Linked DNA regions of Mus musculus: all the other regions are linked to region 2. Evidence: chromatin contacts called from public HiCAR-type, HiChIP or PLAC-seq and promoter capture Hi-C data. All regions are on one chromosome and are shown on one strand. Each heading gives the region's core, a stretch centred on a gene start, on an enhancer-like site or on the middle of the called end of the contact. The rest is flanking DNA. Distances are from core to core; before and after follow the strand shown.

Region 1 (2,700 bases), core at 71-2,570, 770 kb before region 2:
GAGCCTGGCTACATTGAGGTCTTCCAGTCTGGCTCTGTGTTCTGAGCCACAGGCTGACAGATGGGGGCTAGCCTGGAACAGTGCAGATAGAGAACTAGCTGGAGAGCCATCCAGGTCAGTGGAGAGGATTTGAGATGTGCAGCCTAAAGAGGAGTTTGAAGAGAGATGGAAGCAGTTTCCCAGCTCTGAGAAGTGCAGGTGGGGTTTAGGACCCAGCTTTCCCTCCGTCAGCTAAGCAGAGTGAGGGGCAGACCAGCATTTCAGAACTGGGGGCGAGTGACGGGTGCTGGATGGAGCTTCTCACCCTCCTCCCTGTTGAGTTTCTGTGAAGAACAGGCCCGGCTTTTGGAAGATGAAGGCCTGGCAGATAAAAGAACAGTACAATGGTCCCCCAGCCTGGTGGCTGCTGAGGACCGAGCGTTGGTTCCCAGGGCACACCTTCCTATTGGGGCTTATACAGAGGCTCTATACAAAGCCCCACCAGCCTAGGACACCAAAATCTTGCCTGCAATTACACAGCTCTGTGGCATCTACAGAAATGTGACATGTAATTTACAGTTCTGCTCCGAAGAGGACGTTCCCCTTTCTTGTCACGATCAGCGTCTCGTCCTTCTCAATTAAAGAGTGCAAAAGCCACTGGGCTAGCCAGAGGCAGCAGCGGCAGAGGTGGGCAGACAAGGGAGGGAACTAACAAGAACACACCCAAAGGCTGGTCAGAATAGCAATGCCACGGCGCTGGGGAGCACAGGGAGCACAGTGCATGGGGAGCACGGGGAGCACGGAGAGCACAGTGCCAGTGATGACAATAGCGACCTTGGTTGGCATTTATTGAGCACCTACTGGCTGCCAGGGACTAGGCTATCTATATATCACCCATTTAAACCTTCCAGAACCCCATTGTGGTAGATGGTCTTTTAATAGAAGGGCAATTAAAACACAGAGTGTTAAAGTGACTTAGCCAAGGTCACACAGATAGGAAGTGGCAGAGCTTATATTTGAACTTAGAACACTGCAGTAAGCCTGAGCTTTTAGTCTCTTTGCAGTCATATCTTCTCTGTCCACAGAGGGCCACCTGTCTGCCTTTCAGCCATCTGTAGTTCCTTCGGGATGGTGGCATCGGGGAACCTTTCAAGAGTGAGCAATCCTACCATCTCAATATATTGATTCCGCCTCCTGAGTGAGGCAGAGGAGAAAGACGACTTCTGTCGGGAGGCATAAATTAACTCTGTGCCCTTGGGTTTTGTGTTACCATGCTGCCTCTTTGCCATTCAGGTGGCAGGCTGGCCTGCTGCAGATCTGTTGCTTCAGAGCGATTCATGAGCAGCACATGGCAAGTGCCGGGACAACAGCTTCCACCCGGAGCCTGGACAAATGGCGGTACAGAGCAGAGGGCAAGGCAATTTACAAGGAATCTTAGCAACCAGGCAACGGGCAGTAAACCAGAAAATCGCCAAGGAAACCCAGCAGAGCATGAGCTAAACGAATTGCAGGATTTGTGAACCAATTTACACCCACCAGAGGAGGGGCGGGAGAGGCAGGGCAGCAGGAAGAGCCACAGCCCCAGACAGAGGCTGTCACCTCCACTGCACTTGTTGAAGGGCAGCGAGGACAGAGACTCTACTGAGGCAGGACAAGTGGGAGTCTCTGAAGCACTACGGAGTGGACTTCAGGCCTAGCTCTGGGGTGCCTGGTATCTATCATTGCCACAGTGACTCTTCTCCCTGAGCCAGGGAGTCAGTCAAAAAGAAATGGACCACCATTGACCTGAACTGGAAGCCGCCCTTGATTCCATCTGGAGATTAGGAAGCAGACTCTATGGTCATGTAAGGCACCTCACTGGGGAGACAAAGATGCTCTTGGGGATATGGAAGCAAGCAGATGACAGGCACCTTCTCTGAATGATGGCTTTGGCACACATCTGCTCAGAAACACATTGTTCTCTTGGGAGAGATCTACTTGTCCCCAAGGGGCCTGTAGAGTAGTGAGGGCCCAGAAAAACCGAGCTTCCAGGATATAAATATGTCAGCTCGGTTAAGCAAGAGCTTTGCAAGGACATCCACAGGTGAGACGTCACTTTCAGTCACCTCACACCCGGAGCTGGGTCTCTGGTTCCATGCAGCCCAGGGTACTTGAGTCTCCGGTGACACGTGCAAGATGCAGAGTTAGTCCTAAGCAATGTAATCTCCCACAAACTGTGCCCACATTCTCCTAAGGAAAGCGGGTTGCCACTGGTGAGCTAATTAACGGATGAGAGAGGGGGTCCTGTTTTAGAGGCTTCAGCTGGGTACTGGTTGCTTTTAGGCCTCGGTGCTGAATGGCGATGTCAGAGCGTGTGTGACAGAGTAAACCACCCACCTCTCAGCCAGGAAGCAAAAGAAAAGCTCGGGAGGTCCCACAATTCCCCTTAAAGACCATTCCACCAATGACTTAAGGTTCTATTACTTACCAACAGCACCACCTTGGGAACTATAACCTCAGTCGATGCTTGGGTCTTTGGGGGACACTTACTTGATGGTCAGATGGTAACAGGGACTAATTGCTCCCCCAGAAGTGTGACTTACTGATATTCCTGCAAAATGGGGATTAAGTCAGAGCACCATAGTAAGAACATTGGGACTGTAGTCCTCTAGGGCTGTAGGGCAATGGGCTATGCAGACAGCCTGGTCTCCAGTTGAGCTGAGGTCTGGATACCCAGTAGGA
Region 2 (2,703 bases), core at 110-2,609:
GTGGGGGGCGGGGGTTGGGGTGGGAGGGGTGGGGGGGGTGGAATCCAGGGCCTACTGTGTGCTAGGCAAGCAAGCTACATCCCCAGGTCAGAATGGAACTACTTTTTACTAGGATGGGTACATGAACACGCATCCATCGACGTGTGTAATAGCATTGCAGAGGGTCGTGGTGCACATGCGTAATCCTGGAATCATTCTTGGCAATCGAGTGAGCTTGGCCTGTGTGACATGAGACCCAGTCTCAAAACGCAATGGAACATACATAGCAATATAACAAAAAAAAAGTGATTTTTGCTACATACACTTAAGAATCGAGTCATAAAAATAAAGCAACACTAGCAGATGGTGGATAGAAATAACGTGAGCAGTTCAGTGGGGGAAAGGCTCCCAGATCTTCCTGGGGAACAGTCGGGTGTGTATTTTTACTACAGTGATGGTGGTTACACAAATTTAGATATGACAAAATGATAGGAGTTTTACCCCAATGTCGGTTTCCTGCTTTTGATGTAAACCGTAGAAGGAACTGAGTGAAAAGCAGAGTTGTTTCTGTGTATTCTTTTAACAACTTCTTGTTAATCTGTGCATTGAGACTAATCCTGTTATTGTATTTATTGAGCATCCTCCCATTGGCATACACGAGCATGTGCATAAACTTTATCCGTGAATACTTTTAACAAAACGGCGGTATATTGCATCATGGTCCTGAACCTTACTATTTTTTTTCTTTGGTGACTTTTCCAAATTATATAGACATTGGGTATTGTACAGTCTTTTCCTGGATGCATAATACTCTGTTCCAAATTGGTCCCATAATGCATTTCAATTTATTGATTAACACTGGTATCTTAACAAGGAATTGCACTTAAATAATTTGGAAATTTTTACAATATGAAAGATTAGCTAGAATTTGATTGAGGCCAATTTTTTTCACGGATTTCATAGGACCAACCACCAGAATATCTTTTAATTAGAAGCAAGAACACGAAGGACAGAAGGAAAACGCTGGGAAATTTCCTGGGTCCAATGGGAAGCAGTGAGCCTGCAGTTTGGAATTACTGCCGGGAATTCGCCATAAGGGCAGGGAGTGGAATGGGGGAAGGTTGAAGAGGAGGAACTACAGATGTAGGAGGCCATGCTCCAAACCCAGCCTTCCCAGGGCTCAGATATACTTAAGTGTATCCAGGCTAGGCACTGTGACGGTGCGTGGCCACCAGGCGGGTTCCTACCACTCCCACCATCACCTCCCCCACCCCCGCCTCCAGCCCACGCGCGCAAGGGGAGCACACGTGGTGACCTGCCTGGGGCTGGATTCCGGGCTCCAGCTCCTCCTCCCTCCCTCCAGCTCGCGCTCGGCTTGCTGCAGTATCACGTGCAACCGCGCCGGGTGCAGGATGGCGGCGGCGGCCGCGGCGGCAGCAGCGCTGGGTGTCAGGCTCCGGGACTGCTGCAGCCGGGGCGCCGTACTCCTGCTCTTCTTCTCCCTGTCCCCTCGGCCCCCGGCCGCCGCTGCCTGGTTACTGGGTCTGCGACCCGAAGACACTGCCGGAGGCCGCGTGTCTCTGGAGGGGGGCACCCTGCGGGCGGCCGAAGGCACCAGCTTCCTCCTGCGGGTCTACTTCCAGCCTGGCCCGCCGGTCCCCGCCGCGCCCGTGCCCGCACCCTCCCTGGCCCCGGGGGAAAACGGCACGGGCGATTGGGCCCCGCGGCTCGTGTTCATCGAGGAGCCCCCGGGCGCGGGCGGCGCGGCGCCCAGCGCGGTCCCCACGCGTCCCCCGGGACCTCAGCGCTGCCGCGAGCAGAGCGACTGGGCGTCGGACGTGGAGGTCCTGGGGCCCCTGCGCCCCGGGGGCGTGGCGGGCTCGGCCCTGGTCCAGGTGCGGGTGCGGGAGCTGCGGAAGGGCGAGGCGGAGCGCGGCGGCGCGGGCGGCGGCGGGAAGCTCTTTTCGCTGTGCGCCTGGGACGGGCGCGCTTGGCACCACCACGGCGCCGCCGGCGGCTTCCTGCTGCGCGTCCGCCCGCGCCTCTACGGCCCGGGTGGGGACCTGCTGCCGCCCGCGTGGCTGCGAGCGCTCGGGGCGCTCCTGCTGCTGGCCCTGTCCGCCCTGTTCAGCGGCCTGCGCCTGAGCCTGCTCTCGCTGGACCCGGTGGAGTTACGGGTGCTGCGGAACAGTGGCTCGGCCGCCGAGCAGGAGCAGGCGCGCCGCGTGCAGGCCGTGCGCGGCAGGGGGACCCATCTGCTCTGCACCCTGCTCCTGGGCCAAGCCGGCGCCAATGCCGCGCTGGCCGGCTGGCTGTACGCCTCGCTGCCGCCGGGCGTCGGGGACCCCGGGGAGGACTCCGGCGAGGCGGGGGTTCACTTCCCGTGGCTGCCGGCGCTGGTGTGCACCGGCGCCGTGTTCCTGGGAGCCGAGATCTGTCCGTACTCGGTGTGCTCGCGCCACGGGTTGGCCATCGCCTCGCACAGTGTGTGCCTGACCCGGCTCCTCATGGCGGCTGCCTTCCCGGTGTGCTACCCTCTGGGCCGCCTCCTGGACTGGGCTCTGCGCCAGGAGATCAGCACCTTCTACACGAGGGAAAAGCTGCTGGAGACGCTGCGGGCCGCCGACCCTTACAGCGACCTGGTGAAGGAAGAGCTCAACATCATTCAGGGAGCCCTGGAGCTGCGCACCAAGGTGGTAGAGGAGGTGCTGACCCCTCTAGGGG
Region 3 (2,700 bases), core at 9-2,508, 550 kb before region 2:
TGCCCCACCCTAAGGGCCTCAGCTGTGGCCGCTCCTTTGTCCATCTACACCAGCATTTCCTTAATAATTACTTAAATGTTTACTTTATATCATATTACATAAAAATTAAATGTAATCTTTCACAACTAGAAAACAATGGTTTATATGATGGATACACTGTCCAGTTGTAGCAGGCATATGCTGTCCTCGATCTGGAGAGTGGGGACTGGCCGAGTACCAAGGACACAGGCCATCACACTGAAACTTCCTTCTGATCTCACAAGAACAAGGAGGAGGGTGCAGTTGTTCTGGTGGCGTCAACAGCCCATATTGTCCTGCTTGCAGACACAGCACACCCTGTTTGCTCTCTCTCCATATTAGTTATACCCATCTTAACTTGGGGAACACTGGTGCACAGAATGGTACCAGGCTTTGGCGCCAGAGTGTTCTGGGCTTGCCACTTCTAACTGTGCCCTCAGGACAGGTATTATCCTCTGTGGCTCCCCTCTCTGCTTCTTTTTTGGGGGGTGGGGTGGGAGTTGGGTTTGTTTGTTTGTTTGTTTGTTTGTTTGTTTGAGACAGGGTTTCTCTGTATAGCCTTGGCTGTTGTAGAACTCACTCAGTAGACCAAGCTGGCCTCGAACTCAGAAATCTACCTGCCTCCGCCTCCCGAGTGCTGGGATTAAAGGCGTGCGCCACCACCGACTGACCCTCTCTGCTTCTTAAGTAAATGAGATCTTCATCAGTGGCATAGGATGTGAGAAGATGAGAGATGCTATATTTATAAAATGGACAGCACAGGATAAGAATTAAGGACTACCTTGTATTATCTCTAACACTACCATTTTTGAGGCACAGATCAAACACTAACCTCTCTCCGAGAGCACCAGTTTCTGCCATGACCTTTCACAGTGCTGTGGCCAAGTTCTCACGGTGATCATCCTGCTTGCGTTTGTCTCTGTCATTGTTTGAAGAAGACAGATTCTTCCCAGCCCAGAAAAGCAGACATTGATGGAAATCCTACTTACTATGCTCAAAGTGTGTGAACCTCACCACAGTTTGTAAGAAGTTTGTACATTTAGTTCAGAAGAGACTGAGTTCTCAGGCGGATCAGGCCACACCATCAGAAGACTTACTCACACAAGCTGAAGACAGCACGGGTATATTTTTCCACTTGGTAAATTAAGAGACACTTAAGGACAGAGAATTTTCCACTACGTCCTTGTCCCTAGCATGTCTGTGTCTCCCACAGCTGTTCCTTCCTACCCCTCTTAATAAAATTCAAATTGCCTAAACAATGGCTGTTAACTCTTGAGCACAGTTCCTCCCTCTTCTGAGAACTGCCTTGTCCAAGGATTCCCGAAATCAACTGAACTTCCGCTAACCTCTCTTGTCTAAGTTCAGAAACAGCTTCTGACCTTCTGGAGTCAGAACGCTCCTTCTGAACCTTCTCTTTGTCTGCATTTTTGAAAGAAGACATATGCTAATGTGCTCTGGATGATTTTCTGCTCTGTAGAAGGCAATAAAGTGTGATAAAAGTATATTTTGGGATCTTAAGTAAGAAATTAAAGGTAAAACAGTTTAATTACGAATGTTTCACTGAAATGAGAGAATACACGAAGTGACCGGCGTGTCACTCTTTCTCTACAGCATGCTCAGCTGTATTCTCTAGGGATCTTGCTGTCCCTCAGCTCCTTATATCTCTCTAATTAGATATCTGAGCTTATGCTAAAGTCGGAGGCCCCTTGAAAAGATCAGTCCTCCACTTCGAGTTTCAAGTTAGCTTTAAAAAATCTTTCATAAGGCAACGGTCTTAAAAATATTTTGTTATATGTCTACTCCTAAAACTGTTCTTAATTTAACAACACTTTGGGGTATGAACACAGAAGTTCATTAGAAACCACACTGTAGAGAAGACAGTACATGACATGATATATATATATATAGGGAAGGTTTGCAGGAAACTAGACCTGGACCACAGGAAAGATACTCAGTATTCACTCCCTAGTTGGTGGGCAATGGAAAAAGAACAAAGCACTGTTGGAAGACTTCCCAGGCCAACTCAGGGCAGCTGTGGGGCCAGGGATCAGTGGCACTTTGAGTGCAAAAGGAGGCACATTCAGCATGCCTAGCTTGACACTGCTTTTGTCTGACCTCAGATTTCCATGGTCTGTAAGGTCACAAGGAACTTCCATGTTCTAGAATAATTTTGGTGACAGAATTAAACTATGAAGTCTCAGGGTTTGGGGAGCAGAGGCTATGTCAGTTCTAAGAGCAGGTGCCAGTATGAAGGAAAACCAAAAACTCCGGAGAAGTGGATGTTGCTGAATGAGGGTCAATTAGTAATCAAATGTTAGCAGACAGGCCACCAGTGCTAGCATGTGGCATAAACATCTCTGTCCCCAGATGCTGGTCCAGCACAGCTTGGGCCTGAAACCTGACTGGGATGGTAAAGGAATAGAGAAGGGCAGACACATAGGCACACAGACAGCAAGGCTGGGCTGGTTGGTGGGTGTGAGCTCTGACGGAACAAGAACAAATATATGGCCACCAGGTACCACAAGTCTGTTATGCACAGGATGGTGGTGGGGGCAGGGTGGAGAGTTAGCTGGTCTCAGCAGAAGGTCTCTGCCAGCAAATAGTTTGAGGCTGTAAACATCTGGGTAGAGGAAGTTGCTGGTGCTAGATTTTGCATACACTCTTAGCATTCATATTAGGTTC
Region 4 (2,700 bases), core at 4-2,503, 630 kb before region 2:
TCTATGCTCTGTGGGGCACAAGGCTGATTGATCTCTAAGAACCTTCTTCAGATGAAAAACTCTGCAACAAGAAGGCTGCCATTGACATACAGGGGATACACACTGTGCAAAACTTCTTACACACAGGGGATGTTACAGACTCCCCAGAACCTCAGAAGGTTATGGAAGTACAAGCAGCCCAAGCCTCCTGTTTTAATATAGGATATTTATTTCAGACTGTTCGCCAAGGTTGATTGGTATGTAGCCAATATATCTGTTATGAGATGATTCTGTAGTTTTGTCTTCTTTGCCTACAAAGAAATTTAAGTGCATCAGCCAATAGTGCTGCTCCTAACTGGTGAGGCTGTGAGACAAGAGAGATACATGGCTTCTAGGAGCAGGTGTCTCTCCTACCGTTGTGCCTAGTTATCTGGGCACCTGATACTTTTTGCAAGGAGGAGACCTTGCAAAAGTATCCATTCCTTACATATTTGAAGGAATGAAAAAGACCTTTAACTTGGTCCTTATCATTATTGTAGTCTTCTTTCCTTTAATGAGAGGGAGAGTTTATTTTGATAGGAGCTTGGTGGAACTCCTTTCAAGAGGTTCTCTGATTGGCTTCCATAGAAGTGGGGGCATAGTTGGGGCAGGGAGAGGTTGTTGGAGGTCTCATGATAGTGAGCGGTAGAATTCTATACCATTTTATTACACTCCCCCCTCTAGCTGACATGATCGGCAAGCTCTGTAACTACAGCTCAGTGAGGAGCACCGTGTTTCATGTACTTACAAGACCTTTCTCATGCCTGCCACTGTATCAGACACAAAGAACATACACAGGACCACTGGCCCCAGGTTCAAGGTACCATCAGGATGTAAGTGAGACCTTCTCATGAAATGTCCATGAGCACTAGTGTGAGCCCTGGGAAGGGCCTCCATGGGAGCCCTCAGTGAGGACACACAAATCCTTCTCAGCACTTATATGTATTGCTGGCCTATTCCTGGACGCAGACTACTATTACAAAGGCCGCAGACTGGTGCATTTTCCAATAGGGACAGAAGGTGCCAGGAGTAATTTTTTCTCTTGAGGCTGGGGTCCACCTTTTGGGTGGCTGCCTCAGGGCCTGCCACAGACAAGGAATACAATGTTGCCTTGTGTGATGATCAGATAATTCCAGGCAAGGCCATAAAGCAGTCAGTCACTGTCAGGTAAGGGACAGAGCTTCCTGCTGAGCAAATGGGATGTTGAAAGCTTCTGGCCTGTCCCCAGGACAGCGTTCCCTCCTCTACAATAGGCACTTGTATCTACAGGGAAGACAACAGCCCCTGGCGCCCACCTCTGCTTACAGTGAGGCTTTGAAAGCATCTTATCATGAGGAATGAACAGGCTTGGCCTCTGTCTCATCAAGGCTGGAGAAGGAACATATGGTGTAATCCGACCACAGCAGCTCTTTGTGCTTCCCTCCCCTTGATCAGCCCAGATAGGCCCTGGATGGAGGTCTGACAGGAGCCAGGAGGCAGTCCTGCCCCCAGGTTTTCTCTGTAGTAAGAGAAAGAATTCTTCCTAGGGTAATCGCCTCTGCCTTAAACAGGAAGTGATGTAAGACAGAGATGGCCAGTTGGTTTTTGTTTTAGATTCAGTTTTAAAAATTTCCCCTATGGCCTGTATGTTTTAAACTTAAAAAGAAAACCTGCCAAACTTCACTAGTAATTGACTTACCTGTTTTAAAGAGAACTGTGTTGATGCCCAGTACTTCAGGCCAAAAGGAGGGTACGCTCTCAGTACCACGCTGGGTTCCGATGCTTCCAGAACCTCTTTGCCTCCAAAGGAAGTCTACATTTTACAGCCTTCTAACACTTAACATGGCTGAGGTTTCTGAAATATGGGAACTGTCCCTGAAGCTAGCGTGCTTCCCCTTGGGCACTCTTTTCCAGAGACCTAGGTGGGACACCAACCAGTCTGGACCCCGTGCTCTTGTGCCATAGATACTTATTTTCTTAGGCTCTGTGGTGGGTCAGAGCGTCACACTCAGCCTCTTGTCTTGGCTCAGGTTTACACACACACAATTTTTGTGGGCATCACATCAACTGGCACAGCCAAAGTGCCCAATAAACATCTGTTGTTTGAGGAAGAGACTGAACAAAAAGCATTGTCTGAACCCTTCCTGAGTAAATCCTAGAGACGAAAGGCTTCCTTGACAAGAAGCTATCAGTCCTCGGCAACCTGCAAAGAGAATGGTGACCACAGAGGCAGTATTCAGTTAAGACCAAGTGAACAAAGGTGGGCTCTGAAGGGTCCCAGGACCCCGGCTTTCTAAGAGGGGCTGCTATTGGGTGACCTTCTGCTCCCACCGTTTGTGGGAAAACTTACTTGTGGTGGTTTGTGCAGTGAGCATAGATTCTTAGTTTGTCTCGGATGACTCTTCCTGGCCGAGGCTTCCGCTGGAGCCCAGCTACATGCACTGCCAGGACTTTGGGGCCAATCAGACGCTTGTAAAGCAGAGAAAGCCAATAGTCCTGAGGGGAATGGAGAGGTGGAGTCAGAGAGACAACGCATGCGCACTCAGGTGTGCTGAGAAAACATGACAAACACGGGTCAGAGACTACGTCCTGCTAGGAATATAGTGTGGCTACCCTCCTAGAGCAGGCCGCTAGCTGATAATGAAGAGTCCTTTCTAACACAACCTTCCACTGACTAAGTGGGGCAGAGTTAACTGACATGGC

The links. Promoter capture Hi-C pulls out the DNA fragments that hold promoters and counts their contacts. HiCAR-type assays count read pairs that join an accessible place to other places. HiChIP or PLAC-seq counts read pairs in DNA pulled down with a chosen protein or histone mark.
Region 1: a HiCAR-type map of astrocytes shows a contact between it and region 2, with 4 times the contacts expected there. The contact joins the enhancer-like site here to the promoter of Cnnm1 in region 2. A contact is called at or near these places in 3 of 39 promoter capture datasets (the 3T3-L1 cell line, embryonic stem cells and liver), 1 of 115 datasets of contacts at active chromatin or transcription factors (astrocytes) and 1 of 9 other capture datasets (embryonic stem cells).
Region 3: a contact with region 2 is called in an H3K27ac HiChIP or PLAC-seq map of embryonic stem cells, with 6 times the contacts expected there. The contact joins the enhancer-like site here to the promoter of Cnnm1 in region 2. A contact is called at or near these places in 2 of 39 promoter capture datasets (3T3-L1-derived adipocytes and stem cell-derived epiblast-like cells), 4 of 115 datasets of contacts at active chromatin or transcription factors (astrocytes and embryonic stem cells) and 3 of 9 other capture datasets (adipose tissue, embryonic stem cells and macrophages).
Region 4: a contact with region 2 is called in a promoter capture Hi-C map of trophoblast stem cells, with 9 times the contacts expected there. The contact joins the enhancer-like site here to the promoter of Cnnm1 in region 2. A contact is called at or near these places in 15 of 39 promoter capture datasets (the 3T3-L1 cell line, the C10 cell line, HPC-7-derived erythroid cells and 10 more), 1 of 484 Hi-C or Micro-C datasets (bone marrow-derived macrophages), 6 of 115 datasets of contacts at active chromatin or transcription factors (embryonic basal ganglia, embryonic forebrain, embryonic hindbrain and 3 more) and 2 of 9 other capture datasets (embryonic stem cells and liver).

What each region holds. Positions count from the first base shown.
Region 1 is chr19:42,671,896-42,674,595 of GRCm38.p6, forward strand. No RefSeq gene overlaps it. Among named protein-coding and RNA genes, the nearest start is that of Gm25216, 27 kb to the right of the region's middle. Within about 2 kb of position 1,321, at least 42 of the 459 cell types and tissues checked have an H3K27ac peak or open chromatin away from gene starts, as enhancers often do. A contact at or near this core is called in astrocytes, where this site is marked.
Region 2 is chr19:43,439,054-43,441,756 of GRCm38.p6, forward strand. It overlaps Cnnm1 (cyclin M1), which reads left to right and starts at 1,360. Exons shown (of 12, transcript NM_001373992.1): 1 at 1,360-2,703. The coding sequence starts at 1,392.
Region 3 is chr19:42,890,508-42,893,207 of GRCm38.p6, forward strand. All of the region lies in intron 9 of Hpse2 (heparanase 2), which reads right to left. Among named protein-coding and RNA genes, the nearest start is that of Hps1, 110 kb to the left of the region's middle. Within about 2 kb of position 1,259, at least 8 of the 459 cell types and tissues checked have an H3K27ac peak or open chromatin away from gene starts, as enhancers often do. A contact at or near this core is called in embryonic stem cells, where this site is marked.
Region 4 is chr19:42,810,533-42,813,232 of GRCm38.p6, forward strand. Hpse2 (heparanase 2) reads right to left here. Exons shown (of 12, transcript NM_001081257.2): 10 at 2,348-2,493. Among named protein-coding and RNA genes, the nearest start is that of Hps1, 32 kb to the left of the region's middle. Within about 2 kb of position 1,254, at least 22 of the 459 cell types and tissues checked have an H3K27ac peak or open chromatin away from gene starts, as enhancers often do. A contact at or near this core is called in trophoblast stem cells, where this site is marked.